Regions from separate parts of the Sus scrofa genome. Here region 1 is linked to region 2. The links are chromatin contacts, called in public Hi-C maps. All regions are on one chromosome and are shown on one strand. The core of a region is the stretch at or near the end of the contact, and the rest is flanking DNA. Distances in the headings are between cores, read along the strand shown.

Region 1 (3,187 bases), core at 596-3,095, 260 kb before region 2:
AAAATACTTCCAGTGACTAAGAAAGTTATCTCAGTGATAGAAGAGGTTTTTTTTTTAAACTCTATTTTACCTGTTTATTATAATAGATAAGAAATTTTAAAATTTTAGAATTTGTTATGCAGCATGAAAGATACTTATTACTATAAAGAAAGAACTCTATAAAGAAGACATTATGAGAATTTCATAGGAAAACATTTGGAATGATTCACTTTATTTCCAGTTGGTAAAATTATAAATTCGTAGATTAAAGCTTCATGGCTAGTGTACATAAAACATATTTTTAAAAATTATTATATAGAACCAGAACTTTGTGTTTACAGTACCTTAGGTATGCTATAAGTCTAGATTTGTGTGTGTGTGTGTGTGTGTGTGTGTATATATATATGGCAGTTAAAGAAAAATGCTTGGCAAAATATACTTTGCCCATAAGCTTGAAGAGTAAAGTTTTTAAATAAGTTCACAATGTCCCTGTCTTCCCTTATTCAGTAGAGTAAGATTGTCTAAATTTTTAAAGATTATTTTCAAATTAAAACTATGTTACTCATTTTTGCTTACATCTAAATTTGATTTCTCAGTGTTCTCTCTGAAACACAATATACAATACAAATAAAGCATATCTGTTCTGGCAGTTAGCTTCTATTTGATTGGTGTCTGAATCAAGTGTTCCCACGTTGAAGTTGAATAAGGGCAGTTTAGCCCTTCTTGTCTGTCATATTGCTGCAGTCTTGCTCGAAAGAAAACCCATGGTGACTGATAAATTAGTGTCCTAGAGCCGCAAAAATGGCACACCCTTATCTGTTGCTTGAACAACAAAAGCAAATACATGTATGGACAGAAATTTTGATTGAGATTAACATTCTGTCATGTTTAATTAAGGTTATTTCAGAATTCTGTTTTTACTTAAACATAGTAAAGCTCTTGTATTTTTAAACAAATTTAAAGCATATTGTGATAAGTAGTTAATGTCCAGTAATTTTTCTGGCACATGTCTACATGTTGTAGTAGAAACTGCATTCAATTGGGCAGATTCTGGCTATTAGTCTCTATGAGACCTGGGCAAAGTATTTTCATTTCTCAGTTTTTTCACTTAAGTTGAGAGGAAGCCAGATGATCTTCAAGTGTCTTTTACCTATTCAACTAGATTTGTCATCTTAATTTTAGCTTTTAAGTAATATTTAGGGTGAACATTTAAAAATGTAATCTAAACCCTAAAGAATATAAGCTGTATCATAATTTACAGTTTGAACAATGAATGCTTAATGTTTTTTGCTTTTACCCAATGATAAAGCATATTTATATTATTATTTCAATGAGCCATTTAATTCCTCTAGTTTAATTATTGCTAATTTCTTGAAAAAGTATCTGGTAACTTTTTCATTTGTGTTTTCTTTCTCCATTGGATAATTTTGAGATGTGTTTCTTGGCTATGATCTCTGAGAGTGAAGACAATGTGTTAGTCATTTCTGTGTCCATCCCCCAAAATAGTAATTCATTCTCACTGAGAATTGTGTATTGCCTGAGGTTAAATAAATAACTCATTAACTTAAAAAGTTAAAGGTCATTCTTACTCAGTCTTTCTGTTTATTTTGTAACACAGACTGTACAATCAAATTAAGCAATGATTTTTATTTAAAACTTTAAAAACAAGTTTTCTAGGGAAAATATTGGGGTATTAGTCTTACAGTAGGCAGCAACAGTATTATAAAACTAAAATACAAAAAAAAAAAAGAGGAGGAAAAAAGAAAAGACCTAAAAAATAGCACATTTTAAAATATCCAGACCTTTGATTCCATTGCACTGTGGGGGAAATAGCGCTGTCTATATGTACATAAAGGATCCAGTCCCTTCCTTGTGGTCACTACTGAAATGTAGAAAGAAATGAAACATGAAGATGAACAAAGTGACCTCTCTTCTTAACAGTATTTGACAGGTGAATGGACTAATTAATTTCCTTCCTTCTTGCCTCTTTCTTCCCACATCCTCTCCTCTCTTTCTCTTTCCCTCCCTTTGCTTCTCTAACCATTTTTCAGCTGCTACATTTCGACAATTGTGATAATTCCTAGAGAGCTATTGAAATGTCTGAAAACAGGTCTCACTTTGAGGAGGTCAAAGCTAGAGGAGGATGTGGACATTTAAACACTTACAACACAACATTATAACTGCTATTATAGAAATGTTTTCAGTAATTGAATATTTCATTTGTTATATATTAAATAAAGTTTCTCATATTAAATAATCAATGATTCCACATTTTTCTCAGGTAAGGAAATAAGTGTAAAGGGAAGAGTCTTAGGAGATACCAGCCGAGTTCTAAAGCACAAATGTCCATCCCCAATTTTAATATATTCCGTATCATATCATACCACAAGGTAATATGTAATATGATATATTACCTTAGAGTATTACAGTGCCAATTAATCTGAAAAATTATTTTAGTTTGGTTTTAATGAGGTGCTGGACTAGAGAGATAGCAAGAAGGGGCAAGAAAGGGAAAAATCCAAGACTTTTACAAAGAATGAATCAGTACGGCTTAATGATTGATTGAATTATTTCAGTCATGTATTTCACAAATATTTATTGAGTGCTTATTAAGTGCCAGGCCCTATTCTGTATGCTTGGGATACAGCAATGAACCCGCAGATAAAATTCCTGTCATCCTGTATTCTTACATTCTGATGGAGAAGACGACAAAGAAGTCAATATATGGGGTGTGGGAGAGGAGAGGCAAGGACAATTGTGCACATTAGAGTTAGAGGAGGTGGAAGCGTTATCTCACTGCCCAGAGAGGAGGTGAAGATTTGAATCTAGGAAGTAAGTGTAGCTTTTAAAATTCTGAGCTTTATGTGGTTACTGAATTTAACAGAGATAAAGGGAGTGGAGAGTGAGTTTAGTCCTGATAACGGGGGTAAGGCTGTGTATGCTGGAGTTGGGGTTTCCAATCAGGAGCACACAGAGTCCCCTCCGGTCTGAGATGATGGAGGAGTGATCTTACATGAAGCCACCAGCTCAGGGGGTTCCTTCTTGCCCTGAATAGATGGAGCAAAGAGAAAGAAAAAGGTGGAAAAATGTCAGTATTCCTATTTTTGGTAATTATGACTGTTAAAAGAAAAACCAGGAAGTTTAAAGAGTAAGTAGTTTTGAGCAGATGAAGACTGAAAGATATTTAAATTTTTGAATTTGTAAAAGT
Region 2 (3,536 bases), core at 1,001-3,500:
AAAAAGATTGTGCCTAGAGCCAGTGAGGAACCATGAGGAGGTAACCACATATGTAGAGAACCCTTAACTGCCTCTACCCTTTGATATAGTAATTCTGTTCTTAGTAATTCATCCAACAGAAATACCCAGAAATCTGGATTTAAAATGGCCAAAAATTTTTAAAACTATAAAAGTAATCCAAATTATAACTAACATAAAATAATTATACAGAGAGCCTTCTCTGGAGACTACTGCCCACACTGTCAGACATCCAACACTGTTTAATGTCCCTTTACAATGTGACACTGAAGGGGTATTTTACCTAAACTGCAATTACAGTTGTCCCCATTGACACACCACTCACCAACTACATGTACAGAAGAAGATATGTATAAACAGGAACGAAACTATGATTGACAAAACAAACTGGAATTTTGGAACTATTGCTGATTCATCTAAGTTTTTTTTTCTACAGGTTCTCACATTATAAGTCATTCCCTTTGATACCTCCCTGCCAGCTAGTAAATCTCTGGTGTCTTAACGCTTTGCATGTGATAATAAGATTAATGTTGCTCACAGTTTTACCATATGCCATGCACCATGCTGAAGGTATAATGCCCTTCCAACAAGCCCTAGCGCTTGGTCCTCAGATTAGCATATCTGCAACAGTGTCCTAGAGCAAACTGAGACTTGAAGAGGGGAGTGACTTGTCCAAGGTCCTGCAGCTCATGTTAGAGATTTGAATCCAGTAACCCTGTTCTGCTCTAAATTTCATGCCCCTTAACCACTGGGACATATACTCTGGCATTTTACCTTCTATCAGTTATTTGAAGAGGGTTTTTTTTTTTTTTTTTAATGTATTCAATTTGGTCCTAAGTTACTCTGGGGGAAGTCATTTCTCACTCAACTTTGAATATAATGTCTTGCACCCAGTTGGCACTCAATAAATGCTTGGGTCATAAATGAAAAAAACTGCAGTTGTTTTGAAGTCACTTCTGACTCCCCCACCTCATTCAATTTCCAATCTTTCTTCAAGTTATCAGAAGAATTCTTTCTCTCAGGGGAAAGAATATCTTAATTCCTTCCCATCATTTTGTCTAATCCCCTCAACGCAGACTCTACCAATAGTCTCCTGACCATTCTCCCAGACTCCAACCTATCTGCACACTCATGACCCTAAAATACTATTTAATCAAGGTTGCCTAACCTATAAGTCCAGATGCAAGACTGAAACTCTGAGATCCCAGGGTGACCAGATGTGGGGAGAGCTCCTAGGCTAGTCACCTTTGACGAGCAGTCCTGGCACAGGCTAAGGCTGAGGATATGTCTGGATATGGGACTTTCAGTGCTATGGGAAAACTGGGAAGGTTCCAGGCAAACCAGGACAAGTTGGTTTTGCTATATTCTCCTCCCAGTCTCCCAATCCCCTTCTCTTTACTGTCATATACTCTACAAATAACCATTTTCTACTTCTGCCATGTAAAAATAGGGAAGTACAGATTTAGATCAACTCAAACCCTCACACAAAGACATTCAATAGCTCATGCTGCCTAAGAGAAAATCTCCTATACTTTAACTACTATTCAAAGCCCTTGGTTTGGCAGGACTAATCTTGTCTCCAGCTGCCTGCCATCTTGACCCTGCTGGCCAGCCTCTTGATTGCCCATTGAATTATGTTTTCCATTTCCCCTCATTTACCCTTGACCTCTCCATCTGGAGGGTCACCTGCAAAGATTTAGCTAGTCCAAAGCCCTTTCCCATGCCCAACCCGGTCTTCTGCGAATGTTTGATGACCTCAACTCAGGACAGTAATTTGGATGACTCATTGGTAGGAGTCAAACACGTGAGACCCTCCACACTTCTTGAACTGATGTGCTGTGCAGTTATAATTTTCTTCTTCTAAGAGCTATCTTATCCTTTCCCATATTAACATCTTGTCTGTCAAACCAGAATGCAGCCTCTTTGATGGTGGGTGTTACACCTTATATTTAGGTTCCGCTCAGCTCTTAGCAATGCCATTTATTATGCTTTTTTTAATATAAAATGTGTGCAATAAATACAGCTTTATGGATAACCGGTTAATACTATCTTTCTCCCCCACTGCCACCATGTGAGGAATTCAGCAATCCTTCCGCACAGATAAATGCTCCAATTTTTTTTGTGTGTGGCCAAACTGCCTTCTCATTTTTCTGCCTCTAGACTCAGCTTTCCTTAAATGCCTAGTAGGAGGATAGAAACGAGAGCAAAGTATAAACGTTTTCCTCCCTGCTAATAAAAAAGGGCAGCATCACAGTGGGGGTGGGGTGGGGAGGGAGGGACAGGAGGAAAATATTATAACAGAGATCTAAAAAATCCACTTTAAGAAATTTTGAAGAAGCAGAGAGCACTCCAAATACAGAAAAGGAGAGAAAGGTAGGGAGAAAAAGGCTTCATAGAAAAGAAAAAACAAAACAAAACAAAGCTGTTTAAGTTAGCGTATGGCCAGGGAAATGTGCAGAAAGGCTGGCACAAACGCCAAGCTCTGCCTAGCGGGCAGCCCATGTGACTCCTCCAGAAGGCTTGCAGTAGGCTCAGAGCAGATGGTGGGCCTTGTGTGCACGTCCAGGAGGCCATCGCCTAGTTAGCCCACAGCCCCAATTACAGGACTGAAGGCAGGGATAGTGAACTGATGGAAAATTTCCTTCAGGCAACATGATCTCAGCATAAAAAACAATATTGATCCACTTGCCTTCCAGCCAAAGAGAAATCAAGTTAGACAAAGGAAATTAGGCAATAGTTTTAATGTGACTCCAACTGCAGCTGCAAAATAAACCTAATGTACCCTGACTTTCCTTCCCAAGCTCTCTCTGTTTTGCACAGGCTGCTCTCCTGGAGGGCACCAAGTAGGTGTTCCCCAGGACCAGGAATTCTCAAGTGGAAAAAGCCAACTGTCTTCTGGTGTGTAAAGAATCCCCCAGCCATCAGGATGTGCTGGGAAGTGATGTCCAAGAGCACTGGCAGGTTTGCTAGGACCTATGCCACTCACCGGCCAAGTAAACACTTGTCACCAAGGACAGAGCATGCAATCTGCTGCCCTGCTGCCCAGGAGGAAAGCTCTGACCTTGGATTCAGGGGCGGCCTGCTTAGCACTCCAGCTTATCACTGCATGACCCCATATATGTGTGTATGTGGACATAAACTTTTTTTTGCGCATTTTTAGGGTGCACCCGTGGCATATTGAGGTTCCCAGGCAAGGGGTTGAATCAGAGCTACAGCTGCCAGCTTATATCACAGCCACAGCAACGCAAGATTCAAGCCACATCTGCAACCTACACCACAGCTCACAGCAATGTCGGATCCTTAACCCACTGTGTGAGGCTAGGGATTAAACCTGCAACCTCATGGTTCCTAGTCAGAATTGTTTCTGCTGCGCCACAACAGGAACTCCTGGACCTATAAACTTAAGCTCAGTTTATACATGACAAGAATGGGGGAATCAGGGCCAACATATATGTTGTGCAAAATAGATGTGGCTGTAACCAGAGGGCTTGATGAAGAGAAAATAGTCATAGGCTATG

The links. Hi-C and Micro-C count contacts between places; a contact is called where the count stands out from the background.
Region 1: a contact with region 2 is called in a Hi-C map of liver, with 12 times the contacts expected there. A contact is called at or near these places in 6 of 47 Hi-C or Micro-C datasets (embryonic fibroblasts, epiblast stem cells, liver and 2 more).

Annotation. Positions count from the first base shown.
Region 1 is chr4:33,109,234-33,112,420 of Sscrofa11.1, reverse strand. All of the region lies in intron 25 of RIMS2 (regulating synaptic membrane exocytosis protein 2), which reads left to right. Among named protein-coding and RNA genes, the nearest start is that of DCSTAMP, 180 kb to the right of the region's middle.
Region 2 is chr4:32,847,570-32,851,105 of Sscrofa11.1, reverse strand. All of the region lies in intron 7 of DPYS (dihydropyrimidinase), which reads right to left. Among named protein-coding and RNA genes, the nearest start is that of DPYS, 57 kb to the right of the region's middle.